Linked DNA regions of Bos taurus: region 1 is linked to region 2. A link is a contact called in public Hi-C data. All regions are on one chromosome and are shown on one strand. The core of a region is the stretch at or near the end of the contact, and the rest is flanking DNA. Distances in the headings are between cores, read along the strand shown.

Region 1 (6,765 bases), core at 1,597-4,096, 44 kb after region 2:
CCTGGCAGGCTATGGTCCACGGGGTCACAAAGAGTCGAACACAACTGAGCGGCTGGCCGGTGCTAAAGTTATATTCACAGGGATGAGGACTGGCACTCTAGCCAGCTACCTACTTGCCTTATTCATTCCTCAAGGGCAACATTTATTAAGGACATAGTAGGAGCCTAATAAACCACACTGAGTAGGGTGGAGGTAGCCGGGGGCTGAGGGGATGGGCTAGGCTACAGTTTAATGGGTGTACAGTTTCAGTTTTGCAGCAAAAAAATTCTGGAGATCTGTTGCAGGACCATGTGAATATACTTCCTGCAACTGAACTGTACATTTTAAAATGGTTATGATGGTCGTTTTTATGCATTTCTTTTACCACAATTAAAAATAGAAAATAAACCAAGAACACATTAACTCACTGACTGGCTGCTGATAGCATCTTACACTGTTAGATACCCAAGGATGGAAGAGACCCTAAACACATTTTAACCCATAATCATCCAAAACAGAGGACTGGGGACTTCCCTGGAGATCCAGTGGTTAGGACTTTGAGCGTCCAATGCAAGGGGCACAGGTTCGATTCCTGGTCAGGGAACTGCCAGAAGCTCTGGGGCATGACCAAATTCCAAACACAAAGAGAGGCCTGGAGAGGGGCGGTAACTTACCCAGGGTTGCACAATTAGGCGATGTTGGGACTAAGGTAGGAGCCCAGGTCTTCTAGGTTCAACAGTGAAGAGTGACAGAGGCAGCTGACAGAGCAGAAAACACAGCCTAAGGGGTCAGAAGCCACGGGTTCAAGTTCTGCTTCTCCCACTTATGAGTTCGGTGACCTCAGGGAAGTCATTTATTCTCTCTGAGCCTCATTTTCCTAAACTATAAGGGAGCAATTTAAAACGACATATGCCTGGGGACTTCTCTGGTGCTCCAACGGCTAGGACTCCATACTCCAGGAGGCCTAGGTTCGATCCCTGCTCAGGGAACTAGATTCCCATGATGCAGCTAAAGAGCCTGCACGCCACAATGAAGATCGAAGACTCTGAGTGCTGCAGCGAAGATCCAAAGCAATCAAAGAAATAAAAAATTTTATTTCAAAAAATTTTTTAATTATGTAAAAAAATAAAAATGTGTTCATCAATTTAAAGATTAAAATATGACTTGCTGCTGTTGTCTAGTCACTAAGTCATGTCCTACGCTTTGCAATCCCATGGACCCCTCTGTCCATGGGATTTTCCAGCCAGGAATACTGGAGTGGGTTGCCATTTCCTTCGCCAGGAGATGCTCCCAACCCAGGGATCGAACCCACGTCTCCTGCATTGCAGGCAGATTCTTTACCGCTGAGCCACCAGGGAAGCCCATAAAATATGATTTAATCAGATCAAAAAAAATCCCCTCTCCATTCTGGTTCACTCTCAGCTGTTCCTGGCCTTGCACACAGCAGGTCTTCAACAAGCGATTGTAGAACTGAATCACCATTCAAGTTTATCCACCCCAACCCTCCTCTCTCGCTCACCCCTTCAACCCACAGCTCAGTTGCATGGGCCCTGCCAGGATCCGGCAGAGGATAGGAAGCCAGAGTGAACGGTCTGCCTCCCTGGCTGCATTCCTTAGCTAAATATAAATGATTTGTCCAGGCCATTGTTTGAAATTGTCCATAATATGTCTCCTCCCCTTCCCATTACTTACAATGACAAATTGACTGCACATCTTTATAGCAGAACATACATACAAAACATTCTCTGTGGTTATTTTTAGTAAAGAGAGGGAAGCTGGCTGATATGCAGGGATCAGAGCCTGAGTCCTCAGTATTCTCCACTAGTCCAGGAAAGCTTCCTGGAGGAGGAAATACCTGAGTCACCCCAGGGAAGGGGACAGCTGCCTGTCAGAAGGGCACCATCACATAAAGAGTTTGGTTCTCTGCAGTCTTATCCATGTTTGGGGTATGGGGAGGAAAGGTCTACCCAGCCCAGGGGGACCCCATACTAACCTAATGCTTCAAACCTCCCCAGACACTAGCAGCATTGGGGAAAGAGAGAAGGGACAGTACCTTTTCCAAAGACAGGAGATCCAAGACTCCAGCTCTGAAATACACGGCTACAAACACTGCTCTTGGTAAGGAGCCAGATTCTTGTTTGGACTTTTTAATTTCTTTATAACCACAGAAAGTTTTTTAAAGTCCCAAACTTGGATGCACAGATGGGCTACATCCCAGACCTCAGGGCCTGCCAAAGCCCTGTCACTGATTGCCGACCTGCCAGCGGTGGCCCAAGGGGTGGTCGGGGAGTTCCGGGGCTGCAGGCGGTACCCAGCCCTGACCGAGCTCCCGGCCCTCCCTGGGGGCGCTGAAGGGACCTCCCCGCGCTGGCCCGCTGGGTCCCACAGTCAGAACCCCTTGACAGCTCCGGAGCTCCGCCTTCCTGCTGCATCCTACAGACCCCCATCCCTCCGCCTAGGGTTCCGCCGGCCACTCCCGCACCCCGTTCCCGGAAGGTCCTCTTCCGAGCCTTTCCCCGTGAAGACCCCTCCTCGCCCCGTTACCGGGCCCCGCACACGTCGTCCCCTTCAGGCGGCTTGCCGCCCCCTCACAGGGAGCAGATCCCACCCCGCCCTCAGCTGGCCCACTGCCGCCCCCGACACCCCTTCCAGGGGCGCCCTGGGCCGCTCGCCCCTCCGCGGACCGGGTCGGGGGCTTGCCGGCCCGCCCCCCGCCAACCCGGACCTGTAACCCTGCTCGTTCCTGAGCCCCCGGCCCGCGGCCCGCCGCCCTGCCTGCCCCGGGCAGCACTCACCGAGCTCCCAGGAATGTGGGGTCCTGCTCGATTGGGCTCGCGCGCCGCAGCCACTGCCGCCGCCAGCGGAAACAGGGGGCGGGGCCTGCCCTGGACTGCGAGGCCTCGGGGCGGGGCCTGCCGAGGGGGTGAGGCGGGGCCTGGCCTGGTATGGCGAGGGCGCGGGGCGGGGCGCGGGCGCGGGGCGGGGCCTGCCCTGGAACGGCGAGGGCGCGGGGCGAGGCGAAGCCGGGAGCGGGGCGGGGCCTGCCCGGGAATGGCGAAGCCACGGGGAGGGGCGGGGCCGGCCTAGGGGCGGGGCTGGACAAGGGGGCGGGGCGAGGCGGGGCCGGCTGGAGAACTACAAGGCCGAGGGGGCCCGATCCCCGCGCAAAGGGTGGGGGAAGGGACGGAAGCGGGGACCTGGAGCGGACACTTCGGGTGGGGCGGCGGCTGGGGAAGGGGTGCGCGAGGCTGAGGGCGGGGTCTGGGGCCGGGGACCTCCAGCAACCCCGGCCAGATCCCCAGCGTTGGAGCTGGAGGGACCCAGCCGGACAGTGCCGGGCTCCGACTCCCCGAGCCAGGCATCCCGGGCCTGGCCCAGGCTTGGCTGCCCTCCGGGAGACTTCCTCCCTCCCCGCCGCCTGAATTCTTGGATCGGCCGCTCCTCCGGGGCAGTGGTACGACCTCTGCCCCTGCCCCATGCATGGGCCAGGGTGTAGGGGGAGATGAAGGCCTGAAGGTTCACGCCCCTGTGCCCGGTCTGGTCCCAACCAGGGTCGCAGCCTTGCGTCTGGAGCCGGGCTCTGTGCCCCCGCCGCCACACCTAGGCAGGAGACCACATGCTGGAGGAGCTGCTTTCTCCCCAAGAGTCATGGCCTCTTAAGTGTTGGTAAAGGGCACCATGCGCCCTGAGGACCTGACCAGCAGCTGGACAAACTCAGGTTACACATCTCCACCCCAGGGCTTCCTATAGGCCTTCCTTCCTGGGCCTGGACTCTCTTTCCGAGTGACCCCTAAACAGCCCCATTGCTGTCATAGAAATGCATTCTGTGCTTCTCACATGCACCATCCCCTGCTAAGTATGATTTGAGACAAAGTTTTTTTAACTAACTCATCATCCTTGGCCTTTCCTAGTTGGACTGGCAGCTAGGAAATCATACACACAATCTTATTTTTGTCTGTTAGATTGAACCCAATAACGCATTGCCTCTGACTCCCCTCTTCCTTCAAACCCTTGTTCAATGCCCCCATAAAGTCTTCCCAGGCTGACCCCCCCTGCCCCACCCCACAATCTCTCCAGTCACTAGGACAGCCTTTAGCACATGTAACCACTCCTCCCAGCTTCCAGAAGAGGAAGGTGAGACCAGAAGGAAAGGGACTTTCTGTGATGTCTGCTAGGTGAGTGATCTTACCGTAAAGACACTGGGAGCAGCCTCGGGTGGTAAGACAGGGCTTTGGAGCCAGACAGCTCTGGGATTGAACCTCAGCCCTGCCTTTCATGGGCTGTGACCGCTCTAGGCCTCAGTTTCCTCACCTGTGAAATAGGGCTTAATAATAACAATCCAGTAATACCAATCCCCAACCAGCAGTGCTGAAGAAGCTGAAGTTGAATGGTTCTATGAAGACCTACAAGACCTTCTAAAATTAACACCCAAAAAAGATGTCCTTTTCATTATAGGGGACTGGAATGCAAAAGTAGGAATTCAAGAAACACCTGGAGGAACAGGCAAATTTGGCCTTGGAGTACGGAATAAAGCAGGGCAAAGGAGAATAGAGTTTTGCCAAGAGAACACACTGGTCATAGCAAACACCCTCTTCCAACAACACAAGAGAAGACTCTACACATGGACATCACAATATGGTCAAAACGAAATCAGATTGATTATATTCTTTGCAGCCAAAGATGGAGAAGCTCTATAAAGTCAGCAAAAACAAGACCAGGAGCTAACTGTGGCTCCGATCATGAACTCCTTACTGCAAAATTCTGACTTAAATTGAAGAAAGTAGGGAAAACCACTAGACCATTCAGATATGACCTAAATCAAATCCCTAACAATTATAGAGTGGAAGTGAGAAATAGATTTAAGGGACTAGTTCTGATAGACAGAGTGCCTCATGAACTATGGACGGGGGTTTCTGACACTATACAGGATACAGGGAGCAAGACCATCCCCAAGAAAAAGAAATGCAAAAAAGCAAAATGGCTGTCTGAGGAGGCCTTACAAATAGCTATGAAAAGAAGAGAAGCAAAAAAGCAAAGGAAAAAAGGAAATATATACCCATTTGAATGCAGAGTTCCAAAGAATAGCAAGGAGAGATAAGAAAGCCTTCCTTAGTGATCAGTGCAAAGAAATAGAAAAAACAATAGAATGGGAAAGACTAGAGATCTCTTCAAAAACTTAGAGATACCAGGGGAACATTTCATGCAAAGGTGGGCTCAATAAAGGACAGAAATGGTATGGACCTAACAGAAGCAGAAGATATTAAGAAGAGGTGGCAAGAATACACAGAAGAACTATACAAAAAAGATTTTCATGACCCAGATAATCACCATGGTGTGATCACTCACCTAGAGCCAGACATCCTGGAATGTGAAGTCAAGTGGGCCTTAGGAAGCATCACTACAAACAAAGCTAGTGGAGGTGATGGAATTCCAGTTGAGCTATTTCAAATCCTAAAAGATGATGCTGTGAAAGTGGTGCACTGAATATGCCAGCAAATCTGGAAAACTCAGCAGTGGCCACAGGACTGGAAAAAGTCAGTTTTCATTCTAATCCCTAAAAAGGCAATGCCAAAGAAGGCTCAAACTACCACACAATTGCACTCATCTCACACACTAGTAAAGTAATTCTCAAAATTCTCCAAGCCAGGCTTCAACAATACATGAACTGTGAACTTCCAGATGTTCAAGCTGGATTTAGAAAAGGCAGAGGAACCAGAGATCAAATTGCCAACATCTGCTAGATCATTGAAAAAGCAAGAGAGTTCCAGAAAAACATCTATTTCTGCTTTATTGACTATGCCAAAATCTTTAACTGTGTGGATCACAACAAACTGTGGAAAATTCTGAAAGAGATGGGAATACCAGACCACCTGACCTGCCTCTTGAGAAATCTGTATGCAGGTCAAGAAGCAGCAGTTAGAACTGGACATGGAACAACAGACTGGTTCCAAATAGGAAAAGGAGTACGTCAAAGCTGCATATTTAACTTCTATGCAGAGTACATCATGAGAAACGCTGGGCTGGATGAAGCACAAGCTGGAATCAAGATTGCTTGGAGAAGTATCAATAACCTCAGATATGCAGATGACACCACCCTTATGGCAGAAAGTGAAGAAGAACTAAAGAGCCTCTTGATGAAAGTGAAAGAGGAGAATGGAAAAGTTGGCTTAAAGCTCAACATTCAGAAAACTAAGATCATGGCATCCAGTCCCATCACTTCGTGGCAAATAGATGGGGAAACAGTGGAAACAATGGCTGACTTTTTTTTTTTTTTTACTCCAGAATCACTGCAAATGGTGACTACAGCCATAAAATTAAAAGACACTTGTTCCTTGGAAGAAAAGCTATGACCAACCTAGACAGCATTTTAAAAAGCAAAGACTTTTGCTGACAAAGGTCTGTCTAGTCAAAGCTATTATTTTTCCAGTAGTCATGTATGGATGTTAGAGTTGGACTATAAAGAAAGCTGAGCGCTGAAGAATTGATGCTTTTGAACTGTGGTGTTGGAGAAGATTCTTGAGAGTCCTTTGGACTGCAAGGAGATCCAACTAGTCCACCCTAAAGGAAATCAGTCCCGAATATTCATTGGAAGGACTTATGTTGAAGCTGAAACTCCAATACTTTGGCCACCTGATGTGAAGAGCTGACTCATTTGAAAAGACCCTGATGCTAAGAAAGTTTGAAGACGGGAGGAGAAGGGGACGGCAGAGGATGAGGTGGTTGGATGGTATCACTGACTCAATGGGTGTGAGTTTGAGTAAATTCTAGGAGTTGGTGATGAACAGG
Region 2 (7,786 bases), core at 2,592-5,091:
GTAGTGTATTTATGTCCACGCTACAGAGTTCTAGTTCTGAATGATGAATAAGTTCTAGAAATGGACAGTGGTGATGGCTGCACAAGAATGTGGAGGCGCTTAATGCCACTTGTGAAGGTGAATTTTATGGGTCAACTTGACCGGCTCAGGGGTGCCTAGATTAAACTCTATTTCTGGATGAGGGAGTTTCAGGTGAGGTCAGCACCTGCACCAGTGGACCAGGTAAAGTAGGGGGCCCTCCCCAACATGCGTGGACATCATCCCACCCACGGAGGGCCCAAATAGGACAAAAGGAGGAGGAAGGAGGGACTCGCCCCTCTTTGCTTGCCTCAGTATTTGAGCTGGGCCATCCCAGTTCATTTCCTGTCCTTGGACGAAGAACTATACCATTGGCTGCCCTGGTTCTCAGGCCTTTGGAACTCAGAATTTCACCACCTAGGTCTCTGGCTAGCAGATGGCAGATGGTAGGCCCTCTCAGCTGCCATAATCATGTGGACCAATCCCCCAAAATAAATATATAGTGTAAGCTGCTCAGTCGTGTCAGACTTTTTGCGACCCCCATGGACTGTATTCTAGGGAATTCTCCAGGCCAGAATACTGGAGTGGGTTGCCATTCCCTTCTCCAGGGGATCTTCCTGACCCGGGGATCGAACCCAGGTCTCCTGCATTACAGGAGGATTCTTAACCACCTGAGCTACCAGGGAAGCCCATAAGTATATGTCACATATAAATCTGCTTCCCTGGTGGCTCAGATGGTAAAGAATCATCTGCAATCCAGGAGACCTGGGTTCGATCCCCGGGTCAGGAAGATCCCCTGGAGAAAGAAATGGCAACCCACTCCAGTATTCTTGCCTGGAAAATGCCTTGGACAGAGGAGCCTGGTGGGATGCAGTCCCTGGGGAGGCAAACAGTTGAATACAACTGAGTGACTAACATGCTCACTTTCACATGTAAAATCACCACGCTAGTGGGCCGGGATCTAAATCTCTCTGATCCAAAATCTGTCGTCTTAACTGCAACAGGAGACCACTGTCTTTGTCCGCCTGAACACAAGCTCACAGGGCGTCTCACTGCTGGGAACCAAGGTTGCCGCGAAGGCCAGTATTTATCCAAACGACACATGCAGGGCCTTCAACGCCACGTGATACACCACATTCTGATCAATATCCACAAAACACAAGCACAAAGGCCGTTCTGAGCCAGGACCGTAGGTGTCCCCTGGGCTCGTGTGGCGGTCAAGTTCAAGCGTATCATCGGCCACAGAAATGCCAGCAGAACTGCAAGCTTCCCATCTTCACGCCTGAGGGAAACCTGGCCCGACCGGTATTACCTAACAGGCCGTGGCAGCGAGGCTTCATCTTAAATTGGGCTTTCAGAGCCCATTTGGAAGGCCTGAGCAGAAAATTCTTCTATCTGACAAAGACCATCTGAACTGCAGAGAAGAAAAATCAACCGGGATCACATGAAAGGAACTTCAATTAAGCTTTTCTTTCAGAGGGAGACGCAGAAAATGCCTCCTTGTCAGAACACGCAGGAAACACGACAGAGAAAAAGAATGCATACTTTTAAAATCATCCTTCAGTTGTAAATTTACAGCCAATTCAGGGAGAACACTGGAGGGACAGACTGTGATGGAGAAGGAAAGAAGGAATGGGGACCCAGGGCAGAGGTTCCACTCCCCGGGAGCTCACCCCACGCTCTGCTCAGGGAAAGTGCTGGAGACCTGGGGTCACAGGCAGGAGGGTCTTATCTGTTTCATAAGCACCCCGAAGTCCCTGGACACCCAAGACCTTTTTATTGTTACTATAGGTTACTAAAGAAAAAAATTTTAAGTCTCTATTGACTTTGTTACAATATTGCTTCTGTTTTTTGGGCCCCAGGCATGTGGGATCCTAGCTCCCCAACCAGGGATGGAACCTGCACCCCCTACACTGGAAGGCAAAGTGTTAACCCCTGGACCACCAGGGAAATCCCTGAAGAAATTTTAGAAATCACAGAAGAACATAAAACAGGAAATAAAAATCACTAACAATCACTACCATCATTAAGATTTTTGGTGTATTTTCTCTACTCTGTTTTTCTTCATCTTGCAAAAGGATTGGAATTTATAGAATATGCAGTTTTACATCTTATAGTATTTGCTTGATAGTTTGCCATAAGTATTATCTAGAATCACTATATATAATTTTTGAAGACTCAATGTTTCTTTTTCTTTTTTTTGGCTGCACCATGCAGCAAACAGGATCTTAGTTCTCTGGTGGTGGTTTAGTTGCTAAGTCATGCCCAACTCTTGCAATCCCATGGACTATAGCCCACCAGGCTCCTCTGTCCATGGCATTTTCCAGGTAAGAATACTGGAGTGGGTTGCCATTTCCTCCTCCAGGGGATCTTCCTGATCTGGGGCTCGAACCTGGGTCTCCTGTGCTGCAGGTGGTCTCCAGGATTGCAGGCAGATTCTTTACTGACTGAGACATCAGGGAAGCCGTTAGTTCTCTGACCAGGAGTCAAACACGCACCCCCTCCTGCATTGCAAATACAAAGTCTTAACCACTAGACTACAAGGGAAGTCCCAAAGGTATGTTTTTTTTTTTTTAAAAAAGGCTGTACTGTATCAAAATTTACAAACTAAACATCTATTGCTGATAATTTGGTATGTTTCCAATTTTTTACTATTGTAAGTAACATTACAAAGAAGATATATATGTATATACACATATGTATCTACGTCTATACATATACACTTGTATATGATTAGTTCCTTAGTATAAATTCTAAGGAACAGAATTACTGAGTCAGAGGGAAAGAATACATCTCAGGCTACTGATATAAATTTCTAACGAACTACTAAAAACAATTCTAAGTGACGTTGCATTTTTGCAACTCTAGACATAAACAGCATTTATGGGATTTCCCTGGTGATGCAGGGGATAAAACTCCACCTGCCAACGCAGGGGACAGGGGTTCAATCCCTGGTCTGGGAAGACCCCACATGCGGTGGAGTAATTAAGCCCGTGCACCACAAATACTGAGCCTGTGCTCTAGAGCCCGAGAGTCACAACTACTGAAGCCCAAGTAGCCCTAAAGTCTGTGCTCCGCAACAAGAGAAGCCACTGCAAAGCAACAAAAATCCAGAGCAGCCAAAAGAAATAAGTAAATAATTTTTTTTAAAGGAATTAAAACAAATACTCTTAGAGAGAGAAAGAGTCACTGGAAGAATTAATTTGGATAAGTCATGAAAAGTACCACTTAGCAACATGACAGGAACCTAGAAAACACTCAAAAAACAATAGCCTTTGTTTAAAAAAAATCATAATACACAATAACAAACCCACCAAAAAATTGCTTAATCCTCAATCCACTGGAGGAGATTAAAGAGTCCCACAGCTGTCTCTCTTGTCGGAAGCTCATCCAGGTCTTGGATGCTTGGGTAGAGACCCAGGGCCCCAGGGACTGCGCCAAACCCACAGAACCTCAAACCGGGGGTGAAGGAGGTCTGCCAAGGCTGGACTTGGAAAGGCAGGCGGGCAGCTGGTCAGCACGGAGCCTCAGCGGCTCTGAATCAGCTGTGCATGGAGAAGGAGGAAGACAAGCTACTGGGAAACCAAAGGGCAACAGCCACCCCAGCCAGGACGGGCCCTGGGACACCAAGAGTCAGCAGCGCCACGGTTCCCGGTGCCCCCGGCTCCTCCCGACCACGAGCCTGGAAGCAGGTGACCGGCACAGCACAGCTCCCAAACTGACCCTGACATATGTGCCATTGTCCACCAGCAGCACTGGGAGGTGAGTCAACAAGGCATTGTCTGACCGCTCTATCGAGAGGAAGCAGCTGGACAGACCGACACCAAGTGCAGGAAACCTCCACCTCCACCAAGGCTCCCCTTGGACCCTGCCCTGTGTGGGAGGCCCAGCATTAGCATCCTGCCTGCCTGTCCGCCCCACCTCCGGGGAACCCTGGCCAATCCTGCCGCACCCTCTGCCTGAGTTGACATCCTTACATTCTGCTCCCCTTTGCTTGGGAGCCAAAATATTGATACAAGCTCCTTACGCGGCATTTTGGCAACACTCATCGGGGTGGGGAGGTGGGTCTCCTGGGTTCAACCTACCAGTAAAGAGAAACCAAGGGGCAGAGAAACAAGCAGGGAAACAATAATCACCTTAATTTGAAAAGGACATGCCTGGTGGCAGGGAGGTGACTGTTTTTCTGCCTGAAAGGTGAGTAGCAAGCAGACACCAGCTCACCGCCACAACCCAGCCTGGGGCTGGGCATCAACCTCCCGGAGAAGGAGAATTCTTGCCAATTTCCTCATCTAGAGGCTGGACCGGGGGCTCTGAGGCGCCAACAAAGGAGCCCAGAGTCCCTGCCAGGTTTGGGAACAACTGGGAAGAGCAGCTGAGTGGTTCACATTTGACAGAGAGCCAGGCCTGCCTCCTGCCCTCATGCTGCGTAGCTGTTGGCCTAAGGCGTGAGGTGCTGCTCCTGCTGCTGCTGCTAAGTCTCTTCAGTCGTGTCCGACTCTGCGACCCCATAGACAGCAGCCCACCAGGCTCCCCCGTCCCTGGGATTCTCCAGGCAAGAACACTGAAGTGGGTTGCCATTTCCTTCTCCAAAGCATAAAAGTGAAGTGAAAACTGAAAGTGAAGTTGCTTTGTCATGTTTGACTCTTCTCGACCCCATGGACTGCAGCCCACCAGGCTCCTCCGTCCATGGGATTCTCCAGGCATGAGTACTGGAGTGGGGTGCCATTGCCTTCTCCGGCATGAGGTACAGCACACTTTAAATCAGGGCCTGCAACTCAAACCTGCAGACGCAGGCAGAACATGGGAATGAGCAAGTCCAGCCAGACACCCAGGCATGTCCCCAGCTGCATCAAGACCTGGATGGGTGGGGGGCAGGGGGTGTCAGGAAAGCACAGGCCCCACCCTGCTGTGATACCTGAGGCTCAGATGGAGCCAATAGTCGGCTCTGGGCCATTTGGGCTCCAGGCAATGGACCTCCTTTCATCTCTTTCAAGCCAGAACTCTCAAGTTTGTGAGATCTCTTCAGGGCTTCAAAGTTGGCTCTGAAAAATAGTAACATCACTGGGCCTGGATCTGACTTAGGGGCCAGATTATAACCTGGGCTCCCAAGGTTGGCTTTCTCATCTATAGTGAAAGTGAAAATGAAAGTTGCTCAGTTGTGTCTGACTCTTTGCCACCCCATGGACTTATATAGTCCATGGAATTCTCCAGGCCAGAATATTGGAAAGGGTAGCCTTTCCCTTCCCCAGGGGATCTTCCCAACCCAGGAATTGAACCAAGGTCTCCTGCATTGTGGGTGGATTCTTTACCAACTGAGCTATCAGGGATATATATCTGTATCCTCATAAGTGGGGGCAAATCTGAAAGCCTGGCGTGGCAGTGGGGTGGAGGATGAGATGGGGTCAGACCTGACCCCTGACCCACAGAAATCACCTGAAGAATGATGGGTATAAAGCAGGCAGAGTTGGAAGGGCCTTCGGGAGGAGCACCCCCAACCCGCTCAGTCTCTAAAGAGGAAACCTCCAGAGGCCCTGGCGGCAAGCCAAGACCCACAAACGAGCCAGTGGACAGAGAGGGGCTGGCCCCAGACCCTTGGGCTCCCACCATGTCCACAGAGACCCCAGGAGCCTCTGTCGTCTCATCTGGTTTGTCCCTGCTGGCTCTGTGACTGTCCCGCACGAGTTCAGCCGCATGAGTTCAGCCTCGGGACTGTGACAGGCAGCTGACCCCAGGCAAGGGTCCTGTGCTTGGCTCTGTTTCGCCCTCGGAGCACAGCCTCATCAAGGTGACCCGACCAGGTGACCGGAGGTTGCTCCCCACCCCCTGCAGCTCTGCTCACAGTGAATGGACGCTGTGGGCTGGCCCTGTGCCAAGCTCAGCCCCCAACCTCCCCCAGCCCTAGCTGTTGGCTAAGGGAAGAGGGCAGAGGGCGCAAAAGGGAGGGGGTGCCCTCAAAGGCACAGAGGCTGGGGCTCAGGGAAGGCAGGCAAAGGCCAGGGAGCAGGGCTGGGCCGGAGCGGGGCCTGGGGCAGCGGAGGAGAGAGGATGAGCGGATGGGATGGGGGTAGGAGGGGGCCTGGAAGAAGTCCAGGGTCCCCAAGCCAGGGGGGCTCTGGACCAGCTGGCCTGCTGGGCTTCTCCCACATCAGGGCACTAACCAGGCAGTGTGCAACCAGCCACGTGTCACCAGCCGGGTGTAACCAGCTGGATCCCAAAGGGCTCGCTGTGTTCCCTGAGGTGGGCCAGGGTTGCAGCCTGTTCCCAGGCCCTGGGGGTATCCTGTCTGAACTTGAAAACTTTTCACCCCCATGTCTGGAGCAGTCAGGCCCTGGATGTCTCCAGGCCAATCCCACAGCACACGTGGAAGCTTCCGACTACCAGCAGCGGAGAAGCATACGCCAGCCTTACAGAGGCAAGGGGGAGGGAGACAGGAGGAGACCAGCGGCTCCAACGTGGGGAACCTGGAGGGCTGAGGGAGCTGCGGGACCACTGGGTACACACCTCCCACCCTCACGATACAGCCAGGCCACCGGCAGGCACTAGGCAGCCCTTGGGAGGGACTTCCATCTCCTTCCATCTCCTTCCATCTCTCCCCCGGGAAGCCACCATAGCCACAGGGCATCTCACCTCCCCTGGTGGCACAGAGAATCCTAAGGAAGCCCAAGGTCACCCACACCTTCCAGCTCAGTCTCTGTCACCTGCTGCTCTCCCTCCCCCGCCAAGTCTCAGCAGGCAGGGGGGATGGGACAACAGGCAGGGGAGGTGAGGGGCGGGAGGGGAGGCAGAAGAGAGAACACTTAAGCATCACATGTTGAGAGATTTCACAACGACGACGCTCCAGAAAGTCAGAGAGACGTGGGAAGTCTGCCCCAGAGCCGGCCTTCCCCATGTGAAAAGAACACAGGCTCTGGAATGCCCCAGACAGGCGTTTACATTCCTTCTCTGGCATATTGCACTGTGTGACCTCGGGGAGGGGAGGATGCTCACGAGCCCCTCTGAGCCTTGCTTTCTTCATTCCACAGAGCAGCGGCACAGCACAGTGGCTGGTACAGCAAGGGAAAGCAACGACCCCAGGTCATTCAGGGCTCTAAGACCCCCCTCCTGATATTAAACCACCCAGCAAGGGAAAGCAACGACCCCAGGTCATTCAGGGCTCTAAGACCCCCCTCCTGATATTAAACCACCCAGCAAGGGAAAGCAACGACCCCAGGTCATTCAGGGCTCTAAGACCCCCCTCCTGATATTAAACCACCCAGCAAGGGAAAGCAACGACCCCAGGTCATTCAGGGCTCTAAGACCCCCTCCTGATATTAAACCACCCTCTGCCCCTTTGTAAGCATCCTGAAGGCAAAAAGCATAGTCCAGGGACCTCCCTGGTGGTCCAGTGGTTATGACTCCCTGCTCCCAGTGCAGGGGGCCCCAGGTTCTATCCCTGGTTGGGGAACTAGATCCTAACTGCCGCAACTAAGACTCAGCACAGCCAAATAAATATTTTTTTAAAACAAAACAAAACGTTGTCCAGTCTGGGGTCAGAGAACGAGTGCACCTGAGCTCACTGAGAATACTGGTTTGTGATCGACTTCTCATCTGCATCCCACCTGCTCCAGTGTGAGCAGAGCCACCCAAGGGACACGTGTCTACTCACAGCCCGCACCAGGGCTACTCAGCTCCACTTCCAGCCCACGAGGACCCCCGAGACTCAACCCTGAGCCCCCAGCCCTCCCACACCGTCCGCCAAAGTTCTGTCCTCCTACCCGTCAGCCTCGGT

Evidence for each region. A called contact is a pair of places that touch in the nucleus more often than the background predicts.
Region 1: a contact with region 2 is called in a Hi-C map of skeletal muscle, with 2.7 times the contacts expected there. A contact is called at or near these places in 2 of 11 Hi-C or Micro-C datasets (liver and skeletal muscle).

Annotation. Positions count from the first base shown.
Region 1 is chr5:106,743,020-106,749,784 of ARS-UCD2.0, forward strand. It overlaps TSPAN9 (tetraspanin 9), which reads right to left and starts at 2,847. Exons shown (of 9, transcript XM_059887102.1): 1 at 2,775-2,847.
Region 2 is chr5:106,698,045-106,705,830 of ARS-UCD2.0, forward strand. The region is part of intron 2 of TSPAN9 (tetraspanin 9); the gene reads right to left. Among named protein-coding and RNA genes, the nearest start is that of TRNAG-CCC, 36 kb to the right of the region's middle.